7 separate regions of the Mus musculus genome follow, and regions 1, 2, 4, 5, 6 and 7 are each linked to region 3. Evidence: chromatin contacts called from public HiChIP or PLAC-seq and promoter capture Hi-C data. All regions are on one chromosome and are shown on one strand. The core of a region is the stretch at or near the end of the contact, and the rest is flanking DNA. Distances in the headings are between cores, read along the strand shown. Region 1 holds the start of Saysd1 (SAYSVFN motif domain containing 1). Region 2 holds the start of Dnajc9 (DnaJ heat shock protein family (Hsp40) member C9). Region 3 holds the start of Vdac2 (voltage-dependent anion channel 2). Region 4 overlaps Kcnma1 (potassium large conductance calcium-activated channel, subfamily M, alpha member 1). Region 5 holds the start of Fam149b (family with sequence similarity 149, member B). Region 6 holds the start of Kcnk5 (potassium channel, subfamily K, member 5). Region 7 holds the start of Nudt13 (nudix (nucleoside diphosphate linked moiety X)-type motif 13).

Region 1 (2,945 bases), core at 307-2,806, 1.7 Mb after region 3:
GGATTTGCAGTCTCTAAGGGGAAACAGGCCTATGACTGATGAGAAAGAGATTTTCATAGCTTCTCAACATGACACTGCCATAGAAACTCCACTTTGGGAGTAGGAGAAATGGCTCAGCAGTTAAGAATGCTTCCCCAGCTACTGCCTGGAACTCCAGCTCCAGGGGACTCAACACCCTCTTCTGGTTTCCACAAGCAACTGCACTGACATACAGACCACACACACACACACACACACATTACACAAAAGAACAAACCAAAAAAAAAAAAAAAACCCAAAACCCAAAACAAAAAACCCAAAACAACAAAAAAATCTTTCCAATTAGAATGTAGAAAGCAAAGGTCTTTATTTCATTTGTGATCCCTGCCTCCTGCTCTCAATCCTTAATGTTTGGTGCCGAACTCAACACATAGCCCTAGACAAACATTTGTTAAATGAATATTTTCTAGCTTTTTGACTCGAACTCAGTAGTATCCAACAAGTATTTGAGACTCAATTCTGCAAGTGCTACTTAGCTAAATCCTTGGTACTTAGCTTGGAGCTTTAAAAATCTGTAAAACTGTAAGATCTAAAATTTTAATTTTTGGGTAAATACTAATTGCAAGAAAGGATAAGAACACCCAGAGTTCTAGAAATGTTCTTTACTGGATGGTAGTTACACACTATAGTTACGATTTATAGATTTTATATATTTTTAGTATGTTTTGGTCATATGCATTCTCCTCCTCTAACTCCTCCAACATTGACCCCTCTCGCACCTTGTCCTCTTTTTCACTTTTTAAGAAGTCCACAAATTCCCATTCATGGGTATGGAGCAATCCACCAGGATCTACCAGGGCTTACATGAAACTGACTCTCTACCCCGCCCGAAATCATCACCCATAAGTAGCTCCCCAGTTAGGAGTGGGGGCTTGCGAAGGTTGGGTCGTTTGGTTTTGTGCAGGCAAACACGCTGCTGGGAGTTCAAGAGTGGCCCTGTGATGGCCATAAGACAGTTTCAGTCTGGCTTCCTCCTATCCTTAGCTTTTAAAGTCTTTTGACAACCCCCCCCCCCAGGTTTGTGTATTTAAGTTTTTCCTCAGTAAGTTCGTTTGTTTTACATTTCTTGTCTAGTCAATGCATCTTTCTAGTGTAGCAAGCAAACTAAATGCTAAGAAAATGGAGGTGTGAACACCTTCAGCGAGACTGATAGACTGCAGTAAGAGTTAGAAGGTAGGACGCATCCTGCCTTTCTGACACGGGAAACTTCCCAGAGATCACAGGTCTCCTCCCGCGTCCCGAGACGCTTTTTCTGCGGTGCTGACCACTGGCTTCCCCGCATGCGTTCTTCCCTGAACCTGAGGTGAGGAGCAAACACGTCAGAACTGAGTTCTGCGGCCCGGGCAAGAGCCGGAACATCTGACGGTTCTCATACTTTAAACGCAACCTTTTAGCCGGAGGAGATGGGACACTCAGTTCACTCTCCTCTCGAGAACCGAGGACCGCTCCAGGTACAGGAGGGTCACCAGACGTCACAAAGCCTTGGAAAATTCCGACCCGGGCTCATGCAACGCGCAGGCGCAACAGAGGGCCACGTGCGCAGGCGCACGGCGGCCGAGGACAGGCCTGGACACACACCGGCGAGCGGGCGGCTGCGCACCATGGAACAGCGGTTAGCCGAGTTCCGGGAGGCCCGCAAACGGGCCAGTCTGGTAGCCCAGCCTTCCACGTCCAGTCAGAGCGTACAGACCTCGGGAGCGAAGGCGGAGCCAGCGGCGGCGACCCCAAAGACAGCCACGGGCTGGCTGACACGCTTCCTGAAACGGAAAGCCAACCCCGCCATCGCTCAGGCTCAGCCCAACCAGCCTCAGGTGAGGAGAGAGGCCTGCACCTTGAAGCTCCGCCTCCGCGCGGGGGCCACGCCCCTGCCTGCCCAAGCCACACCCAGGATATCTGGCTCTTCCTTGTCCTGTGCGCTCTCTCCTCGCCTGCCTCGTGGCTGGACACCGCATTTCCGCTCTGTGTATCAGCACATGATACGTGGCCTTGACGTTTTCCATCCCAGACAATCCTATGCAGCAACTAGTTGAAAACAAAGCGAAGCTCTAGGGAGCTTGAAGAAACATCTCTGCTCTCCAGTTGTTCACTGCGAGTTAATGACAGAGATTCGTGGCTTTGAGAAACTGATAAGTTATTTCTCCACTGGTGAAGTAAGCCAATTCAAGCCAGATTAGTATATATATAGGTTTATCGGGAAGCTGCTTTTGTGCCGATGAGTTCACTGGCCCTAGGAAGGAGGCCAGGGAAGTCGCCATGAGAAGGGAGACAGAGGGGAGGGAGAAGAGAAAGAGAGAAGGAAAAGGAAGAAGAGGAAGAGAGAAAACCAACCAAACAAAAAAAAGTCTGGGTTATATAGTAAAGAGCCTGTGGGCTGGAAAGTTCAGGGTTGGGGGTAGGGTATGCTAGGTAGGGACTGAGAGATGCTTGGAGAACCTGGAGGCCAGGTCTGCTTGGTGTGTAAAATATACACCTCAGCACCTTGTCCTGGGGTCTGAAACCACTGAGCTGCATCCACTGCTAGTGAGGGGGTAAAGGCCTTACTGGTTATGGCTCAGAGGTGGCAGTAATTAAGGCTGCACTTTATTCACACCTTGGGTAGAGGAAGCCAGTGTCTCGGGTAGCTTGTACTTTAGAAATGGGATTTGGACCAGGAAACAAAAAGAGGTTTGAGACTATGGCCATACTGTTCTGAATGCAGCTTGATTTCTGAAGCTAAGCAAGGTCTGGCCTGTGCAAAACGGGGTTTGACTATGGAAGTGTGGCCACTGTAACTGCCTAGAGTGATGTGCATGGGCTTATAGGCCCCTCTTGGACTAGAGAAGGGTATTCAAGTTCAACTGTGAGTGATCTAGGTAGAAATAATTTGGACAAGTATGATAGCCCATTCGAATCTCATTGTGGCTTCA
Region 2 (3,037 bases), core at 529-3,028, 1.4 Mb after region 3:
TTGTTTGTTTTTCTTTTCTGAGATTGGTTTCTCCGGAACAGAACTGACTTTGTGTGCCAGGCTGGCCACCTGCCTCTGTCTGCTGCGTGGCGGGAATGAAGGCGTCCTCCGCTACCCTTTAAAGAGTAATCAGAAGGAAGTGCATCCAAAGGCTGAGAGTCTGTCGCTGTGTGTTCTGTATCACAGCTGTGGGTCAGTCAGATCCACGGTTACAGATGAGGGAGGCTATGCTCAGGAGTAGGAAACATAACTTGAGAACAACTTGGGATTCAAACTCCGTATGTCTACCTACAAAGTATTTTCCTACATATAATGTTGCCTATATGAAAGGAAAAACAAATGATAAGACAGCCATTCCAAAGCTCACTTTAAATGCCAGTGGGAAGCCTAGAACATGGCTCAGGACGTAAAGCGCTTTATTTTTACCTTAGCTCTGAGGTACTGAGTTCACATCCTTAGACCCCATGTACTAGTTAGACAGGAAGCAAAGAGTCTGCAATAGCAGCATCCTACAGGGACATGGGACGGTGGAGAGACAAAGGAATCCTCAGACACGGGCAAGCTGGCATGCACAGTGGAGAAACAACACAGACATCTTGTGTCAAATGAGGTAGGAAGTGAAGACTGACACCTAAGGTGGTATCTGACCTCCATGTGTTAAAGCATGCACATGCCCACTCTAACCAACACATGAATGTGCACGCATACACAGAACAGTCTATGATAGAGTCGTGTTTAGGTATTGTGAGTTCAGTATGTAAATGACAGGCTGTATGAAATCAAACACACCGTCTGCCTCACAGTGCCCCAGAACCATGGGATTCTACAGCTATAAACACGAATCACAGGTTTGCTTTTACGTGCTGGTTAATGTAGGTTTTAAGTTCTAGAGTAAGGCTACATTCTTTAGGAATGTAGTGCTCTGGCCTGTTTTATCTGGATTCTGAGAATAGTTACTTATGTACATTCAGAGGTTGCTCTCCATCCAGTGTGGCTGCTGGTTTTCCTTCACTGGGCATGAAGGAACTTTGAAAGTAGGTAAGAGAGGAACTAAGTTTAGTTGGCCTTGATTTTTAGATCCGAGGAGGGGAAAAGCCGAAGAAGCACTGAACTATTTAAAATGATAGGATGGGTGGGTCAGTGCAATTAGTTTCCATTGCTGTGTGAGGTGACTGCAGCAGGTGAGTGGCGCTGATTCTGTGCTGCCAAAGATACACATCCTTTGAGATAAAAGGCATTCTTAAAAGTTGTGCTTTGTGTATTTTGATTGATACAGGCTATTCCTGCATGGACTGAGGGATTCATCCCAGATGAAGTCATCTAAGCCTATAGTTGTACTCTGAGTATCACCTTAAAAAACACATTAACCTTTGGGTTGAACATGTCAAGTTTCCCAGTTTTCCTTATTTTGTATGATTGTGTATGATTGTGTGTGTTTGTGTGTGTGTAGGCCAAAAGACAACTTGACAGAGTATGTTCTCTCCTGCCACTGTATGGGTCCCAGAGGTCGTCAGGTATGGCGGCATGCCCTCCAACCCGCTGAGCATCCTCTCCAGCCCGAGCATCCGCTCTCTATTCGGAAAACTTTCGTTGTGTCTTGTACCGTACTCTCATGTATCATTGAGCTGTGCAGGGAACTGGGAGGAAGCGCAGTAGTGGCTGGCACCGGGTGGGGCGTGCCTCCTCTCCAGAAGACGCCACCGCCGTCTCATTTTACTTCGCGGGCGAGAGCGAGGCTGCTTTGCGGCTGCCGTAAAGTGCGGCTGGCCCCGCCCCCGGCGCTTCTCCTGTGACGCAGGCGCCCAGAGTTATTTGGGCGGGAAAAGGCGGCCGGCGGTCCGCTGTCCAGCAGAGCGGCTGTGGCTACAGCTTCCCCGGGTTCGCGGAGCAGCCTCTTCCCTGGCATGGGGCTGCTGGAGCTGTGCGAGCAGGTGTTTGGCACCGCCGACCTCTACCAAGTGCTGGGCGTGCGGCGCGAGGCTTCGGACGGCGAGGTCCGACGCGGCTACCACAAAGTGTCCCTGCAAGTGCACCCCGACCGAGTAGAGGAGGACCAGAAAGAGGACGCCACCCGCCGCTTCCAGGTTTGTGGGCCCGCGTTCGGACTGCTGCCCGGACTTGTGCTCTCGCGGGGCCCCTGCTCCTAGGACAGCGCACTGCTGATCCTCGGCCTGGCATTTTTCAGCTTTTCTAGCTGCCCTGTTTCGGTGGGAGGTTCAGGATGACTTTTGGATACTCTGCTTACAGATCTTGGGAAGAGTCTACGCGGTTCTGAGTGACAAGGAACAGAAAGCAGTGTACGATGAACAGGGGACAGTGGACGAAGACTCTGCTGGCCTCAACCAAGACCGGGACTGGGATGCATATTGGAGATTACTCTTTAAAAAGGTAAAGAGCTTTAGTGGCTTTGACTAATTCTCATCATTCAGTCCACAAGAACAATTCGCGAAGTTAAAGCAATCTTCTTTGTTATTAGATATCGCTAGAGGATATCCAAGCTTTTGAAAAGACATACAAAGGCTCCGAAGAAGAGCTAAACGATATTAAGCAGGCCTATCTGGACTTCAAGGGCGACATGGACCAGATCATGGAGTCTGTACTTTGTGTACAGTACACAGATGAACCCAGGATAAGAAACATCATTCAAAAAGCTATTGAATCCAAAGAGATTCCAGCCTACAGCGCCTTCGTCAAAGAGTCTAAACAAAAGATGAATGCAAGGAAAAGGAGGGTAAGTAGTGTTGTTCCTAGCACATCTCAGCTGCTTCAAAAAAGGGTCTCGCTGTATTCACAGCGACGGAAATAGACTGCTGCGATATGACTGCTTGACCTGCAGCATTGATCTAACTAGATGACCAGGAAGAAAGCCCTGATTACTTTGGTATGTTGTGCTGAAAATGATTCCACTTTATGGACTGTTTGAAGTCACCCTCAAGTGATTCTGAAAAACTTTTCACACGAGGCAGTCCTTGTAGCTTTGCTGTATGGAGCCTGGTTACAAGGCTGTGGGCCTTGTGTGGTTATTGAACAGGTAGAA
Region 3 (3,203 bases), core at 287-2,786:
TAAGAAAGTGGGGTACACATGCAGCTGGCAGAGGCATGAGTGCAGCAGGGTATTCAGTCTAGAAAAGCAAAGCAATTAACTTTTTTCAAGAGGTCCAAGCATATATTTTTCTCTTTTATGTTTAAAAGGGAAAAAAGTCCTTACCAAATCCTTTGTTGAAAATGTCTCTGGCAGCTTTGCCGAGGTCAGCATAGGGTGGAGGGATACACATCGCTAGTCAAAAGAAACATTCTACAGTTAATGTGAGCTACTACTAGGACCTACTGCTAACATTTACATTCAAGCAGTTCAACCGGAGTGGGTTTTGATGCCACTAGAACTTCAATAAATGTTATTCTAAAGTAGCCACCCATAACAAAAACTTATTTCTAAATAGCTATGTGGTAATACAAACCTGGGACATTTCTACCAAGTTTTAAGAATGGGGGAAGCCTTTCTAATTCCTAAACATAAGTGTCTACTGCCTACACAGTTGCCAAAACTCAAGGTGACTGATTTAACGGAGATAAAAACCAAAATTTAAGCTTAGGCGTTCTCCCCTAACAAACCTTTGGGAAGGACTTCCAAAATCAAAACCAACACTCTGGGAACTGGCACAATTGAGACACGGGCAAAAAATACAACCATCTATGTCTACAGCAACTAAATATCAAATGGCACTTTAAACACATTACTACGGTCCCCCAAGTCCTCCGACAACGTGAGGCTTAAGGGCAAGGAATCCGAGCTCCAGGAGCAGCTCATTCATTCTCCAGTGCACATCCACGCCCTTAGGAACACGTGTAATGACCTTGTAGTGCACTCGACCTGTGCAGGCAGACAGCGAACTACTTCCTCTTGCAAAGTGACTGCTCTAACTCTCCGCCCCCCCCCCCCGAACCCCAAGATGGAATTCAACAACTAAGTGTTTTGCTTTCGGATTTGTAAGTAACATATCCAAAAGCCAAGGGTGGGTGCGGCCAAGGACCAACGCCCCAGGCGCGAGCCCCCCTATCTGCAACCCAACAGCCCAGCACCACGTCCGTCAACAGAGTGGCAGTGTAAGACTTAGGGGGCGCGCAAAGAAGCAAACTTTCCAAGTCTTTGCAGGCATCATGTGGGCCACGGCGGAACAAGGTATGGTTCTCTAAAGAGGAACAGCACAGCCCCCATGGCCCCATCGCGCAAACACCTCTTGTGCTACTTACGCCGTGGGCATACCGGTACACAGCACTCAGCCATGGCGAAGTCGCGGGGAAAAGGTGATCTGTGAAAGGGACAAGAAGTGCGGTCAGGGGACAGTCAAAGGGTCCCCTGGGGAGCTCGGACATTAGAGAAAGGGGCCGGGGCCGCTGCGGCCATCTTAGGGGACCAGGGCCGCCCTGAGTTCACTCAGGCTGCCGGCCCGCCCTAAGGCCCCAGAGTCGGCAAGAGGCGGGCACCATAGTACCTGCGGGTGTCCTGAGGGGCGCTGCCGCCACCGCTCGGCTCGCAGCTGAGGCCACTCCGCTATCTGAAAGTTGCGCTGCAGCCACCGCGGCTGGAGGGCGAAGTGAAGGAGACACCGTTGCGCCCCGCCGCAAGCCTGGCCTCCCCCAGCCAGGTCCCCGCCGCGGCCGCCCGGGCTGTCTACCGCGCCTGTCCTTGCCGCTCCGCCCGCTGCCCACTCCCACCTGCTCCGGAGTGACCACGTGGGTCGAGAGCACGGCGGTCTCCTTGGGTGAGCGGTCTCGGACCGTCCGGCGGGGACGGGGCGAGCAGGAGCTGCGGGGCCTCGGGTTAGGCAATGTCCAGGACAGCCCCAGAGGCGAGGACCTGGGAACGGCGGAGGCGGCGCAACGGCACCCGCGCGGTCAGGATGGGAGTGGCCACGCGAGTCGCGACGGGGCGGGGCGATGTGCCCCGCAGGGTCACGTGCACCCTCTCAGCCTCCTCCCTGAGTCCCAGCCTGGAGGTCTGAACTTAAGGTCCGGGTTGAGGGGGATGAAACACTCTCCCCAAGTGCAGCCTCCATGCTCTTCCCATCTCGGTTCACCGCCCACCGCCATGTCCTCCCCTGCTGGGACTAGGCTGGGCTCCAAAGGAACAAACTTGAGCCAGTCTCTGGGCATTTCTCTCGGAGCCTCAGGGTTGCGCTCCTGCAGCCTCCGTCTCACCCATATATGGTATGGGTTCACACACGCGCAGAAGCACATCCTGCTCTAGGAAGAGAAGCTTCCCCTGGTTGAGAGGCCTGGAGAGACAAGGGAATAACTGTAGGATTCATGCTGACCAGTCATTAGAATGCTGCTCTCAAGTTCTTTAGATATGCCAGAAGAGGGAGGGAGCAGCCAGTCCTGATGCCTATACCTGTAGTCCCAGATCTGGGCGGCAGAGAAATTACACCAGATTGAGGCTAAACTACAGAGTGAGGCAAAAGGTTAATAAAGATAAGAGACCGCTGGATAGTGGTGGTGCACACCTTTAATCCCAGCACTTGGGAGGCAGAGGCAGGTGGATTTCTGAATTCGAGGCCAGCCTGGTCTACAGAGAGAGTTCCAGGACAGCAAGGGCAATACAGAAAAACCCTGTCTTGAAATAATAATAATAGAGACCAGTTTGAGGCTAAACTACAGGGTGAGGCAAACAGGATAATAAAGATAGAATCGGAGGCTCAGTGAGTAAGAACCCTTATCTTGCTGTGCATGCAAGGGGACCTGAGCTCGGATCCCCAGCACCCAACACCCACATTAAAAGCCAGTAGTAGTTCCAGAAATAGAAACAAGAGGGTCACGGGGGCTCTGTCAACCTGGCCTGCAAACCGTGTTCTCTAAATTCTGTAAAAGGTGAAGAGCAGTAGACACTGTTCAAAACACACACACACACACACGTCAGCCATACAGAAGATTTAAAATGGAGACAACTGACACTTCAGCTCAATAAACTCAAATAATTTAGCCTGTGGACCTCAATTCCCTCATCTCTAAGATGCTGTTTAATAATCTTCAATAGACATACAGTTGGACTGAGAGCAAAGACACCCACACATATGCACTCATGACTCAATCGTCTCTGAACTCTTCCTCTACTCAAGTACTGTTAAGTCATCACTCTCCTCCTAAGCCGGAGGAAAGATGGCTAGGTGGGCTCCCCCCAATCCAACACCCAAGTTTAAAGTTACACTCTGGTATGTTTCTCTCCCAGGAGCAAGGCTAGCCAGCAACCTCACCTGCTCACAGCTGGAA
Region 4 (2,971 bases), core at 351-2,850, 1.6 Mb before region 3:
ACAAAGACTCATATAGGTGTTGAGAGCCACCCTTTTGGTTGTTGCCTGAGCTATTTTTGCAGTTCTTAGAGATTAAATCTCAATAACTTTTTGAAATTAGAGTGTGTTTCTCTCGGCCGAGTGGGTCATAATGTTCTTCTGCTTCCTTGGCACCCAAAGAACAGTTCTGCCCTCCCCTAAACCCCAGAGCATTATCATGTGATAGTGTGGCTTGAGATAAGATCAGGGTCGACAGAGGAATTGTCATTTTTCATTTCTTGGGCCCCTTTGATCCCATTTGGGGTTTATATTTTCTGAGTGAAAATACAAACCCTATTGCATTCTTCTGTCCTTTAGAGTCTTTTATTATTCTTATTTTTCCCCCTGTTAGAGATCTAATCCGAGTCTTAAGTGGCGTGGCCATTAGTTATCACCACCAGATTCACAGCCTACCTGCACTTTAGTTCTCTTACTACTGAACAGAAACCTCCCCTGATGCACAGCAACTGCTGGCTGTGGAGCTACCATCCGCATCTCATGGGTACTTGGTGTTAATTTATTTCACAGTTTCCTTTGCAGATATAATCAGACACACTATCACATCCCGGCTTCTCCTCTTTATTGTGTTCCTTTGCTATCACGTCGTCTCGGTGATCTCCCCCCCCCCCCCAGAGAAAATGACAGGTAGTGTTTCTCTGCCCACAGTATCGGTGACATATCTTCCCCACAACTTCCTCATCACCATGCAAAACCATATAACATCTTATAGATGGAAGGTATTTATATAAACGCCTATAAGGTATTTATAATTCAGACTTTGCTATATCAACATATTTCCCAAATGGCATTGTGGTCAAGGAACTTGTTCTCCAAAAATGGGGGGAGTGGGGAGGGGGAGGAGAGAATGTTCTTTTCTTTCTCAATTGTAAATAAAGGAGAAGTTAATAAGGGGAAGCCTTGCCCCTGATTCCTCCATATTTTGAAATGCGCGTTGTGAATCTCATGTTAAATGATCAGTTGTATTAATAGCACACTGTTAGAACAAAAAGGAGCTCTCTCTGTTGATGTATTTGGGTATTTACTGGGTGAGTTACAGAGCTTTGTGTATTAGAATTGGTTTGTCAACAATTAGCATGCTAGGTTTTTATATAACCTATACTTCAGGTAACAGAAGATTATTAAACTTCAACCAGTGGGTTAGAAATCTGCTGACGGGCAATAAAATTCTTACGTATAACAGCGCTGGAGAACTGCAGTTGTACAGCTGCACATTGAGGCTTAGATTGTGAGATAGATGGCCTCAGATCAGGGGGACTTGAAATATGAAGTAACCAGAAGGTGGCACTGCAACCCTATAAATGAAATGCTCCCTCCCAGATGGCCTCTAAATGCCTATCCTCCTGCCTCACTTCCTGCCTTTTCTCTTTCTCTTGATTCTCCTTTATTTCTCTAAGATGGATATCTGAAACTCTTTTTGCAAGAGATATGCATCCATTAAAACAACACCTCTCAACTTGCGATATTTCTTTTAAATCCAATTTGCCCAGTCTAATGCTCACTTGGAGAAAGTTCCAGCTAAGTAAACATTCACTGAATTTAAAAGACAAAGACCCAGAAAGCAGAGTCAGCCTCCAGTTGCCTCCCCACCACCCTCCCGCTGTTGCTGAGTGGAATGGCCATGTCTTTAATCTATTGGTTATACAGGTTAATTCCCACAGTACCCATCAGGATATGGAGGGCATGTTTATAAAGTTAATAAATAGACTGGATTAATATCCGTCTGAAAATAATTCCAACTTGATGCTGTCTCACAAAGAATTACCAAGTTAGAATCCATGTTCACCAATGGGTGTTGCTTTTCTCTATGGGGCCAGAAGTCAGTCCTGACACATGGCATAAGGGTTTATTTTTATGTCTTGTTTTAGATTTCAGTAAAATTATTTTTAGAAAAAGTGATTTGTTTTTCAACCTGGGCATTATCAATGAGCCAAATAAGACTACCAAAATAAATATTAAATACTTTTTAAAAACATAACTATAGGCAACAACTGTTTATTTCTTCTATCTATATGTATAGCCTATTTTCAAATTTATTTTTTAAACCAAAGATACATCTTTAAAAAAAAAAAAAGAAAGAAAGAAAAAGAAAAGTACAACATGTGATAAATACTGCCTTGTTTACGAGACAGACATTTTTATTGAGAGAATAATTTACCTATTTTCTTTAGTATTCTACCTGTTAGTAACTTGGAAGATATACTTTACTTATGTTGTAAATGAATAATAATTTTAATTCATTAACTTTGAGCGTCCATTAGGACATTTCTGTGCTGGGCTTTTGAAACTTCCAGGTATAAGTGGTGGGCGCTGGCCAGTGCTGGACACTCTTTGCCTTGCCTGTGTGGTTTACAAAGTGTTATTAATCCGACCAAACCACACAGCACATGGTGGGGAAGCAGTTCCCTGTCCAGGACTCTACTTCCAAGAACTGATTTTGTTGACAATGACTTTTCAGAAAACAATTGTCATTAGTTTTCAGTAAAAGCTGGTCCCTGCTGGCCTCCCTTCCAGATCTCTGCCCAGACGACAGGAAACAACAAGCTGAGAGTCAAGGATAGGTTGATCACTCAGTAAGACATCAGCTTCCTATAACCCACAGAACCCTTCTCCAAGAGGTTCAGTAACTTTATCTTGCCATCAGTTCCCCTGCTCGGGATAAGAAATGTCCATGGCAGACCCCTGCACTTAGGTTGTATGCGCTTCTAATATGTCTTATCTTGGACAAAGTTATAAGTGTAACTTTGTAGCAGCCTGAAGGAAATTGGGCTGAGCTAGGCAGGGTTTCATCATTTTCTCCAACGAGTTTACTTCCCACCCACCAGAATAAAGGGGAAAAAAGTTTAAGATGATCTGACTTGCTCAGGTATTGTCCAAAGTCTGTCATTCGGGATGTGAAGTTTTATAGCATGTATCTATCCAAGACTCTTTAGCT
Region 5 (3,062 bases), core at 247-2,746, 1.5 Mb after region 3:
AAAAAAAAAAAAAAAAAAAAAAAATCAAAAAAACAAATGTGTGCTATGGTGCACGCGCATGTGCATGATACACTAAATGGAATTTTAAAAATTAAAAGCAGATTTTAAGTTAAATCCTTCTCACTTTGGGGAAATGATTATTTCTTAGTTTTATTCCCTAAGGAGCTTATTATCTGATTTGCTGTTGTGCAAATAACATATTCCTTAATAGATAACATGCTTCTGAAAAGCAAGGAGAGGTTCTCTTCTTTGTATGGCTCTTTTACCAAGTAAAGGCGGGAAGAAGAAAGTAGTGCTATCACTTATTGAGGATCTATTATGTACCAGCCCTACGTCATCATTTTAGGTATACTTGTACATCTTAGTTGTATACATAGACAGGAAGGCCCAGATCTAGTTAAATTTCCTAAAAGCTAAGTGGCAAGAAAAGTATCCATCTAAAAATCTCAGGTGTGACTTTAAATGAATGTTATTGGAATGCATAATAAGTGTATGGCTGTTGAAATTGCTTACTTCAATGAGGAGGACCAATGGGACTTGGTTTAAACGTTCAGGCCCTATTGGGTTCAGATGTGGAAGCTTTCTAATTTTATCTGAGCAACAGAAGCTAGTTACAGCAATCTTTCAGAACTGCTGAAAGGACCAAGAAACTGCAGGTTCTTTTGAAATTGCAAAGTACCAGTCAGTAGATATAAGGCTCTATGTTACACTTTACTAAGGGTACAAAGCAGGTTTTTAAACTACCAAAGTGCTTGCTTTTTAGCATTATTTGCAGGGGGTGTGACGGCAATGTGTGAATTGCTTGACAACAGGCTTTACAATCGGATTGACCCTTGGTTTGTACGTCTGAGCTGCACCACCTTCTAGATACAACCTTTAGACCTGTGATCTTTATTTGTAGGATGTGCAAAGTTGGTCTCAACCTGATTTCGCTATTGCATTCAAGCAAACAGCTTTGCATGGTGTTCTGAACTAGACACGTTCAACGTTATTGTAGCATTTAAGCTATTATCTTCAGTGGGGTCAAAAGCACTGTGGGAACAACGGATGCAGCACTCCCTCAATTCAGGACCTAACAGTCCCAAAGGCACACCCTAAGCTGGTGACCCAAAGACAAAAGGCAGCTTCCACCAGGGCTGGGAGGTGAGAATCCGGGATAGTATTTTCCCTCCCTATGTCTGGGACGGGAAAGGAGAGGACGGGCCTTATAAGGTCCCTTGAGCTCCGGCGGCCCAAGCTGGGCGAGCAGAGCAATCCACTCACAGCTCCACGCTCTGCGGCACGGCCTTCCGAGTGTATCTGGAGATCATCCTCCTTTTTCTCCTCTGCGGCCAGGGCGGGCAAGCCAGGGCGGGGGCCTCGGGGCCTGGCCCTCCCGCCGGCTCCGGCCCGGCCCCCTCCTGCCACCTACCGGCCCCGTCTCGCCCCGTCTCGCCCCGTCGCTTAGATTCCGGACCGCCACCTCCCAGAGTTCCCACTCTATAGTCTTCCGACCTGCCTCCTTCCTCTCATGAGCGGAAGTGACGAAGGTACAGCGTCTTTCGGAAATTGGCTCCGATGCGCACTAGAGACTATACTCAGGGTTCCGAGCCTCACGACTTGCAGGCGTTCAGGCGTGGATCAGGGCCCAAGCGAACGCGAGGACCCAGCATGGGCCGGGATTGGGCGGTTGGTGGTCGCCTCTGACCAAGTGTCCTGCTGGAAGAGGCAGCCAAGGAAAGGTGCCAGAGCAGAGGCGCACGAGAGAGCTATTGAAAGGGATCGCTTTACTTTTGTCAGGTGGAAGAAGAGCGTCTAGTTTGGTGAAGGAGCACTATACCGCGCCAGGACAGTGCTCCTGGTGGCTCCTCTTCTGTACTCTCGGGTATGTCATTTTTCATTAATTCCCATGATCTCAAGTCCAATTCTGACTCTGTAAATTCTACATAAAGAGCCCTGCTTGGATTTAGGGTGAGGGTGGGTAGAGTTTTTCCTTGATCCGCCAGGGTGAGAGGCAGCACGATTCTAATTTACAGTGGTGAGTGGGTAGTTGCATAGAAGGTGCAGGTTCCTTATTGGTTCATTGCAAAGCCAAGTAAGCTTAGGAATTAAATTGCTGCGTTAGGTGGGCATCCGGAACCATGACCAATTATTTTGGGACGAAACTCCGACACGCAAGTGTTGGCACTTTTAAATCTTCTATAGAAGCCCTGTAGAGCAAGGGGCATTGCTTTTTAACGCACCTAGTAACACAATTTTAAAGGAAGGTGTTTTAGAGACGGCAGACTAACACTTTCATTTCACGACTAAGTAGAAAGCTCAAGAAAGTAAAGTGCCCAAAGTATGCCACCGACTGAAGCACGGTTGGAAGGTGTGAGAGAATAATGGATAGTAATGGAATGTTTTCAAACTGTGTTACACACACTGCTGCCGACTGAAGGGCAAACATTTATTTATTTGTGAGAAAGGATCGTCTTATGTTACCTAGCCTAGCCTCAAAATCCTGGACCCAGGTGATCCTTTTGCCTTGATCTCTCAGCTGAGACCATAGGCACACCTAGCTATTTTTAACTTTTATCCTCACATACTTCTTTGGTTTGGGAAGTGAGTTGTTGGACTTTCATTTACTCCATAATATCAAGGTTTCCAGTTCACATAATTTAATTTTAAGGAAGATAGTTTTAAGTCTGTTATTCAGAGGATAAATCAAGTGGTGTCTGGTAAAGGCCGGAACCATGATGGTAGGTGTGTATCAAATTTGGGGGAAATAATGTAGTCACCTAGAAGAATTCTGAGAATGCTGTTATTTCTCCTTTTGTGTGGCTTATGTCCCTTGAACTTTGATGGCCATTTTTAGAGAAGAATGGAGGGCAGTGGAAAGCTCGCAATGGTAGAGGATGCTGTGGAGTACCATCTCTTCCTGATACCAGATAAAGCCAGAGGCACAGAAGAGCACAGAGAGATTCTTCAGAAGTACATTGAACGGATAATGACCCAGTTCGCACCCATACTGGTCCCTTATATCTGGCAGAATCAGCCTTTCAATCTCAAATACAAGCCTGCAAAAGGTAAAGTAAGCCTTC
Region 6 (3,385 bases), core at 714-3,213, 1.6 Mb after region 3:
ACACCCCATGCAGCCCCCGACCTTATAACTAGGGGGGTGAGCTCCAGCCATGAAAAGGTCTGGGCATGCTTGGGACAGAAGTCTGGTGGCCCCCACAGCCAGTTGAAGGCTGTGAGATTGGGGTTCAGACCACATCGGGAATATTGGAGAGAGAAGGTGTTACAGAAAGGTAGAGAAAAATCTGTTTAGGGCAGGCAACGAGGCCTGCTGCTGTGTAGTGGAAAAGCATCATCCTGCGGCCTGGCCCAGGGCAAGCCTTGTATGGAAGTACCCTGAGGAAGGAAGCAGGCACTGGGACACAAAGTTAGAAAGCCTGAATTTTCATATATACATATATTATGTGTGTGTGTGTGTGCTCACAGAGCTCAGAAGAGGCATTGGATACTCTGGAACTGGAGTTACAGGGAAAATGAGACTCTGTCCTCTGTAATAGCTGTCAGTCTCTCTCTGTTTTTTTTTTTTTTTTTTTTTTTGGTTTTTCGAGACAGGGCTGTCAGTCTCTTAACTGACAAGCCATCTCTCCTGCCCTAGAAACCTGAGTTTTCTCGGTTTCCTGCTCAGACTTCTCCCTCAGGGCATGTTCACAATCTTCAAACAAGAGCTACAAACAATTGAAGGCCAGAGGTGGTGGCCATGTCTTTAATTCCAGCACTTGGGAAGTGTAGGGAGTGGATCTTTGTGAGTTCAAAGTCAGCTTGGTTTACATAGCGAGGTCCAGGATAACCAGAGCTACACAGGGAGACCCTATCTAAATGATTGACTGATCAGCAGTGTGGAGCCATCCTTAGCTCTGCAGATGCAGCAAGATTTCAAGAGCCACAGACAACCTTCTTGCAACTCTCGGCCTGTGACGATTAATCACCCACAGAAGGAAAAGGCCCTGGGGAGGGGGTAGTGCCAGGGACTCTGGCCTCTGTTGCATCTGCTGCCACAGAGGTCAGGGGCAGGCTGTGGCTCTGGCACACAAGTCAGCACCCCTGACTTGAGACAGTGGAGGCTGCCCAAATGGCTCTGCCTAGCTTCCATTTCTTTCCTGGAAAGTAGATCTAACGACAAACCCCCGATTACGATACAAAAACATGTCGTCTGCCCAGGGTTTATAAATGCTCAGAGAAGCAAGCAGAGTGAGGAGTAACTCAGACGAGTTTTGACAGATGTATTCACATCTTCTGCCTATTATCAAGTATTTGTTTATTTTTGAGAGAAGGTTTTACTGTGTAGCCTGGCTGGCCTAGAACTCCCTATGTAGACAAAGTTGGTATACCTCTCTAGTTGGGACTAAATGTGCACACTACCACCACACCTGGTCTGAGTGTTTATCGCTATTAACAGGCCTGTGGATAAATGCATCACCGAGTGGAAAGCATTTCTAGTCTCTCCAGTAGATATTCCAGCTGGGGTGGGTAAGGGGGAAGTGGTGTTGTAATTTTAAGCAGGCTTGGGAGTAAGGAAGAGGTCCTTGTAATGTGGGTGTGGCTGTCTGTCGCCTCTCTCAGAAGTGTCGCGAACACAGATGACCTGGGATGGGTTCTTCACCCATTTGTGGTTGGGATTAATTCCCAGTAATCCTAATTCAGATCCAATCTCCTTACTCGGGTCAGATAAGTAAGTGTGTGAGCCCCAGGAATAATTGGGGAAACATCTGGATGTGATAGTAACACTGGCAATGTATTTCTGACCTCAGCAGTAAGGTGCATGACCGTTTTAGCGAATTATATCGATTTCTAATACGCAACTGGAGTCCCGCAGACCGCAAATCCCGCGACTGTGTGGCTCCTGGAAGTCTGGTGGGGCCATGAAGCCTTGGCCTGGAGCTTGGAGAACCCGGTGTTTGGTGTAATGACTTCAGGCGCGCTGGGCGGGGCCAGGGGCGGGTTCCGAATGGACTCCACCCCTTTCAGGGTCTGGCGCGAGCGGGCGGGCTGAGAGCTGCTTAAAGAGCCCTGCGGAGGCGCGCTGGGCGTACTGTCGCGCGCGCAGAGGCGGCACACGTGTCTGCTGGTGTGGGTCCTGAGTTTCACCCTACCCTTCAGGATCGAGAGATTGGGGTGGCCCCAACCCCCTTTTGATGTGCGCTCACCCTGGCCTGTGAGAACGTGATCCACGCAGTTCCCCGCGTTCAGGGAGCCAACTTGGCCAAGCAACTGTCCCGGGAGCGGCGCGCGGGGGTACCGGGCACTGCGCATGCGGAGCTCCAAATTCAAACAGCTGTGTCCAGGGCTGCAGGACGAGTGAACCCGGAGCTGCTGGAATTAGGGGACTCTTTCTCCAGGAGGTGGCCATTCCAGAGTCATGGTGGACCGGGGTCCTTTACTCACCTCGGCCATCATATTCTACCTGGCCATCGGGGCAGCGATCTTCGAAGTGCTGGAGGAGCCACACTGGAAGGAGGCCAAGAAAAACTACTATACACAGAAACTGCATCTACTCAAGGAGTTTCCGTGCCTGAGTCAGGAGGGACTGGACAAGATCCTACAGGTGAGCCGTCGGTCGCCAGAATCCTCCACATGCATCTGAAGCTGTTGGGACTATAGCGGTATTGAAGGGGATACTCCCTCCTACAGTTTAAGACGACCCCCCACCCCCCAGTCCCAACCAGAAGTCCCTGGGTGGCGGGAGAAAATGCCTCATCAGGTGTCAGGTCGCAAAGATCTGTGTCTTTCGTCTAGGGACAGGGAGATTCCCCCACGCGCGCAGACTTGGTCAGTACCTAGTAAGTTCCGAGAGAACTTGGGGTTGACTCCAGGATGAACTGGGCCCCGCGGTGGCTTAGTGTGGGTGTGCGGGTGCCTCCCTCTTTGGAGGGAGGCTGTGGGGCGGATAAAGGAGTTTATCTTTCCTTGGAGACGCTCCCGGAGTCCGGGAGCAGAGCCGGGTGCCACCCCTCGCGTCACCACCTCCCGCTCCAGGGCCGTTGCCGCGCCCGCTCGACCTTTCTAAACTTGAATACAGCAGAGGGCCCCCAGACCTGGTGTGAGCAAAAACACACCCGCCAGTTGCTGCACTTTGAGTGGGGCAGGGAGCTCGGACATATCCTAAGTGCCTCGGAGGAAGGTCTGTGGCTGGAATGTTCGGGACGGTCCCAGGCTTCCATGAAGTCTTAGCAAGCTGAGCCATCCCTCAAGGACTCGGAATTAAGCTTTGTCAAAACAGCAGGTTGCACAAACGAACACCCAAATTCAGGTAGTGCCCTTTTAGGGAGCGAGGATAGTGTGGGTGAGGGGATGTTTCCCTGATGTTAGCTTGTGGAGTCACTTATCTGAGAATGCACACACCCAGTAGACCATTGACCTCACCATGGTAAACTTGGCTGACCATCTCAACTGGAACCTTGAGCCAACTTAGGGTCAGAGGTTCTTCTCTGTTTCTTGAGGGCTCAGCCCCA
Region 7 (3,157 bases), core at 266-2,765, 1.5 Mb after region 3:
ATGTGTGTGTGTGTGTGATGCATATGTGTTTGGTGCCTAAGTATGTGACTGCATGTGCATGATGCATATGCATGTGACTGTGAGAGAGAGAGATACTGCAGGCACACACATGCCACAGGATAAGTGTACAGGTCAGAGGACACCCTCAGGTGTTGGTCCTCACCCTCCACCTTATTTTGAGCCATGATATTTCTGTCATTCATCACTGTGTATACTAGGCTGGTTAGCCTGTGAGCTTCCAGAGAGTCACAGATGTGCACTATTGCACCCCACTTTACATGGGTCCTGGGGACTCAAACTCAGCAAGCACTTTATCTGCTGAGCCACTTTTCCAGCCCTGACTAAAATTTACTTATTTATTTTTACTGATTTTAAATTTCATTTATTTATTTATTTTTGAGACAAAGTATCACTCTGTAACCCAGGCTGGCCTCAGACTCATAGCGACTCTTTTGCTTCAGCAGGAAGGATTATAGGCTATCTTTAAATTTTAAAGCACATGCATATACATACATACACACACATATATATGTATATATAAATACAATAATGTATAACAAAACCAGTAGTTTCCAGGACTAACGGCTAAAAGAGGTTATTTTCACGCTACTGGAAATTTAGGCTACTGGAATTCCTCTGGTGAGGTTAATGGGTCCTGGGAATCGAGCTGTAACTACTCACTGCTCTTGTATGGCCATACAGCTACCTGGTTTCTTGTCCAATATTTGATACCAAATTAATTTTAGCCAACTGTCGATTATCATGGCCTGACGACTGGACAATATGTCAAACAGCATCCCCACACTTGACGCTCCTGGTGTGTGTGTATACAAAGAATTATCGATGAGATGAAAGGTAACGTTGTTTTTACTCAAAACTAATAAATGCCAAGGCATTTGAACGTATGAACTAACAACTTCTATGGCACACACACACACATTTCTCATTCTGTTCATCTTTCCAGATGGAATGACTTGAAAGGCATAAAGCGTGACCGTGGGTTCCTCCTGAATCTTCACAGGTGCCCAGGGAGCAGCCACTCCACTGTGGACTTCGATGGCTGGGAATGCTGGAAGCTGATGAGCAGCCGTGTTGCAGACTTCACGGTCTCTGTGCCCTGGTTTATATAAAAAGCTTTATGGTTTATTTCTAAAAGATCCCGCCACCATTTAAAAAATTAAGAGAAAAGGTGAAATATTGGAAACTTCCATTTTAAATAGCTCTTCAAAAATATTTCAGAAAATATTTAGAGGTACTCAATGTTGGGTACAAAAACGTCCGGTTTCTCGAGATTTGAAAGGTTTAAGTTAAAACTGTCAAACTCTGTAACCGAGAGCGTCTGGCAAGTTTTGATTATGGCTCCTTACTACATCCTAGTTGCACTTAGAACAGGTTTCGTTTCCTGTACTCACTCTTTTCGAGATGCCTTCTATGCCCCAATGGTCTGCACGCCCCTGGAAACTCCAAATGTTCAAGTTCAAATGGTTTCTCTTTTCCCTTCCCAGTGGGATTGACGCTTTGCCACACCTCCCAGAATCCTCCTTAAAGATGCACTCTGGGAAATGTAGTTTCATCGCTACAGCGCACGTAGGGGTGGTTGGGTAAGTGGAAATCTGACACACTTCCCAGCAGTCTCAGAGAGATTACCGATGCACTCTGGGAATTGTAGTTCAACTTTTAGGCCGGGAGCTTGTAACCTTGGGTTGCAAAGTTAACCTTATAAAGCATATAGTGAAACCCACCACAAACAAATAGCTTTAACAGTTTCCAGATCTTCTGGGCTAGATGCTGCTTAGCTGAATTGGTGAGCCCCAGGTTCAGTGGGAGACCCTGCCTCAATGAACAAAGGGGAAAGCCATGGAGGAAGACATTCCATGTCAACTTTACCCTCTACACCCACATACTTTAATGTGCACCCATGGACACACATGTGCCATGTACATATGAACATGAAAAAAAAATCTTTTTTTAAGGTTAGGAGTTCCGGGCTTAGCCGGGCGTGGTGGTGCATGCCTTTAATCCCAGCACTTGGGAGGCAGAGGCAGGTGGATTTCAGAGTTCAAGGCCAGCCTGGTCTACAGAGTGAGTTCCAGGACAGCCAGGGCTATACAGAGAAACCCTGTCTCGAAAAACAAAAACAAAAACAAAAAAAGGAGTTCCAGGCCTGCCTTTAATCCCAGGAGACAGAGGCAGAGCCCTCTGAATTTGAGGTCAGCCCAGTGTACACAGTAGACTCAGGTTATCAGGGGTGCATACTGATACCTTGCTTTAAATAAACGAGGGACTGTGCTTAGGTATATAGACGCTTTAGGTAAAACTCTTACCTTGGTCAATCAGTAGGATCAATCACCATCTAAGACGAATCTCCAGTAAAGCTACTTGGGGCTGCTTTCTTTCTTACTATGGGAGTTGCTTGCTTCTGTGAGAAGCCAGTGCTATTAACCACTAAGCCATTTCCCTAGCTCTTCAAAATATAATTAATGAGACAAAATATTAAAAGTACAGGATACATAAAAAATGCATCTTAATGTAAACAAAATTCTATGGGAGAAAACAAAATAAATAACTGTACACACGGTTGTAAGTGCTGGGGCAGAAGTTAAAGCATGGTAAGAGGAGGAGCGGTTTTGCTATTTTACGTAGGATGGATAGCCTCATTGTTAAGGCAACACTGGAATAAAGAGCTTGACAGAGCTGACAGGAACAGCCAAGTTAGGATTTGTGGGGAGAGACTTGTAGACAGAGTAAAATAAGCTCGTGCAAAGGCCCTGGGGTGGAGATGTGCCTGGCGGGTGTAAAGAAAGGTTAGGACTGGGGCTGGAGAAATGGCAGAATGGTTTAGAGTCCTGATTGTTCTTCTAGAGGACCTGGATTTGAGTCCCAGCTTCAATATAACAGCTTACAACCTTCTGGAACTCTAGTTCCAAGGGATCTGAGGTCCTCTTCTGGCCTCTGTGGGCATTGCTCAAATGTGGTACACAGTATACACAGACAAAACACCCATAACACATAACAATAAAAGGTAAAACAAAGAAATGTAGGACAGATCATTATAGATGAGGTCAAAAAATAGACAGGCACTAGATCACACGGAGCCTCACGAGTGTTATGTTTTTATAAAGCCATTATAATGTTCTGGGTTTATTCCGAGAGGGAT

Evidence for each region. Promoter capture Hi-C pulls out the DNA fragments that hold promoters and counts their contacts. HiChIP or PLAC-seq counts read pairs in DNA pulled down with a chosen protein or histone mark. Capture Hi-C pulls out chosen DNA fragments and counts their contacts.
Region 1: a promoter capture Hi-C map of pre-B cells shows a contact between it and region 3, with 4 times the contacts expected there. The contact joins the promoter of Saysd1 here to the promoter of Vdac2 in region 3. A contact is called at or near these places in 3 of 39 promoter capture datasets (liver and pre-B cells) and 2 of 9 other capture datasets (adipose tissue and liver).
Region 2: a contact with region 3 is called in a promoter capture Hi-C map of adipose tissue, with 3 times the contacts expected there. The contact joins the promoter of Dnajc9 here to the promoter of Vdac2 in region 3. A contact is called at or near these places in 4 of 39 promoter capture datasets (the C10 cell line, fetal liver, liver and 1 more), 5 of 484 Hi-C or Micro-C datasets (the Ba/F3 cell line, CD4 T cells, the G1E-ER4 cell line and 2 more) and 1 of 9 other capture datasets (adipose tissue).
Region 4: a contact with region 3 is called in an H3K4me3 HiChIP or PLAC-seq map of stem cell-derived neural progenitor cells, with 10 times the contacts expected there. The contact joins the enhancer-like site here to the promoter of Vdac2 in region 3. A contact is called at or near these places in 12 of 39 promoter capture datasets (the 3T3-L1 cell line, 3T3-L1-derived adipocytes, the HPC-7 cell line and 7 more), 1 of 15 datasets of contacts at CTCF or cohesin (embryonic stem cells), 8 of 484 Hi-C or Micro-C datasets (adipose-derived mesenchymal stem cells, cardiomyocytes, cumulus cells and 5 more) and 12 of 115 datasets of contacts at active chromatin or transcription factors (SST interneurons, astrocytes, differentiating embryonic stem cells and 8 more).
Region 5: a promoter capture Hi-C map of pre-B cells shows a contact between it and region 3, with 4 times the contacts expected there. The contact joins the promoter of Fam149b here to the promoter of Vdac2 in region 3. A contact is called at or near these places in 4 of 39 promoter capture datasets (the C10 cell line, HPC-7-derived erythroid cells, fetal liver and 1 more), 1 of 484 Hi-C or Micro-C datasets (pre-B cells), 2 of 115 datasets of contacts at active chromatin or transcription factors (double positive thymocytes and thymic regulatory T cells) and 2 of 9 other capture datasets (adipose tissue and macrophages).
Region 6: a contact with region 3 is called in a promoter capture Hi-C map of pre-B cells, with 4 times the contacts expected there. The contact joins the promoter of Kcnk5 here to the promoter of Vdac2 in region 3. A contact is called at or near these places in 4 of 39 promoter capture datasets (the C10 cell line, liver, pre-B cells and 1 more), 1 of 484 Hi-C or Micro-C datasets (the G1E-ER4 cell line) and 1 of 115 datasets of contacts at active chromatin or transcription factors (embryonic stem cells).
Region 7: a contact with region 3 is called in a promoter capture Hi-C map of pre-B cells, with 4 times the contacts expected there. The contact joins the promoter of Nudt13 here to the promoter of Vdac2 in region 3. A contact is called at or near these places in 3 of 39 promoter capture datasets (the C10 cell line, liver and pre-B cells).

What each region holds. Positions count from the first base shown.
Region 1 is chr14:20,081,783-20,084,727 of GRCm38.p6, reverse strand. It overlaps Saysd1 (SAYSVFN motif domain containing 1), which reads left to right and starts at 1,556. Exons shown (of 2, transcript NM_026209.1): 1 at 1,556-1,850. The coding sequence starts at 1,641.
Region 2 is chr14:20,387,651-20,390,687 of GRCm38.p6, reverse strand. It overlaps Dnajc9 (DnaJ heat shock protein family (Hsp40) member C9), which reads left to right and starts at 1,778. Exons shown (of 5, transcript NM_134081.5): 1 at 1,778-2,084; 2 at 2,248-2,388; 3 at 2,477-2,731. The coding sequence starts at 1,905.
Region 3 is chr14:21,829,894-21,833,096 of GRCm38.p6, reverse strand. Vdac2 (voltage-dependent anion channel 2) reads right to left here and starts at 1,536. Exons shown (of 10, transcript NM_011695.2): 1 at 1,430-1,536; 2 at 1,188-1,246; 3 at 145-213. The coding sequence starts at 1,221.
Region 4 is chr14:23,399,625-23,402,595 of GRCm38.p6, reverse strand. All of the region lies in intron 19 of Kcnma1 (potassium large conductance calcium-activated channel, subfamily M, alpha member 1), which reads left to right. Among named protein-coding and RNA genes, the nearest start is that of 5430425E15Rik, 110 kb to the left of the region's middle. Within about 2 kb of position 1,600, at least 35 of the 459 cell types and tissues checked have an H3K27ac peak or open chromatin away from gene starts, as enhancers often do. A contact at or near this core is called in neural progenitor cells, stem cell-derived motor neurons and stem cell-derived neural progenitor cells, where this site is marked.
Region 5 is chr14:20,346,596-20,349,657 of GRCm38.p6, reverse strand. Fam149b (family with sequence similarity 149, member B) reads right to left here and starts at 1,496. Exons shown (of 14, transcript NM_001024512.2): 1 at 1,264-1,496. The coding sequence starts at 1,310. Ecd (ecdysoneless cell cycle regulator) reads left to right here and starts at 1,537. Exons shown (of 14, transcript NM_027475.3): 1 at 1,537-1,864; 2 at 2,837-3,047. The coding sequence starts at 2,843.
Region 6 is chr14:20,180,360-20,183,744 of GRCm38.p6, reverse strand. It overlaps Kcnk5 (potassium channel, subfamily K, member 5), which reads left to right and starts at 1,963. Exons shown (of 5, transcript NM_021542.4): 1 at 1,963-2,478. The coding sequence starts at 2,293.
Region 7 is chr14:20,293,048-20,296,204 of GRCm38.p6, reverse strand. Nudt13 (nudix (nucleoside diphosphate linked moiety X)-type motif 13) reads right to left here and starts at 1,515. Exons shown (of 9, transcript NM_026341.3): 1 at 1,413-1,515.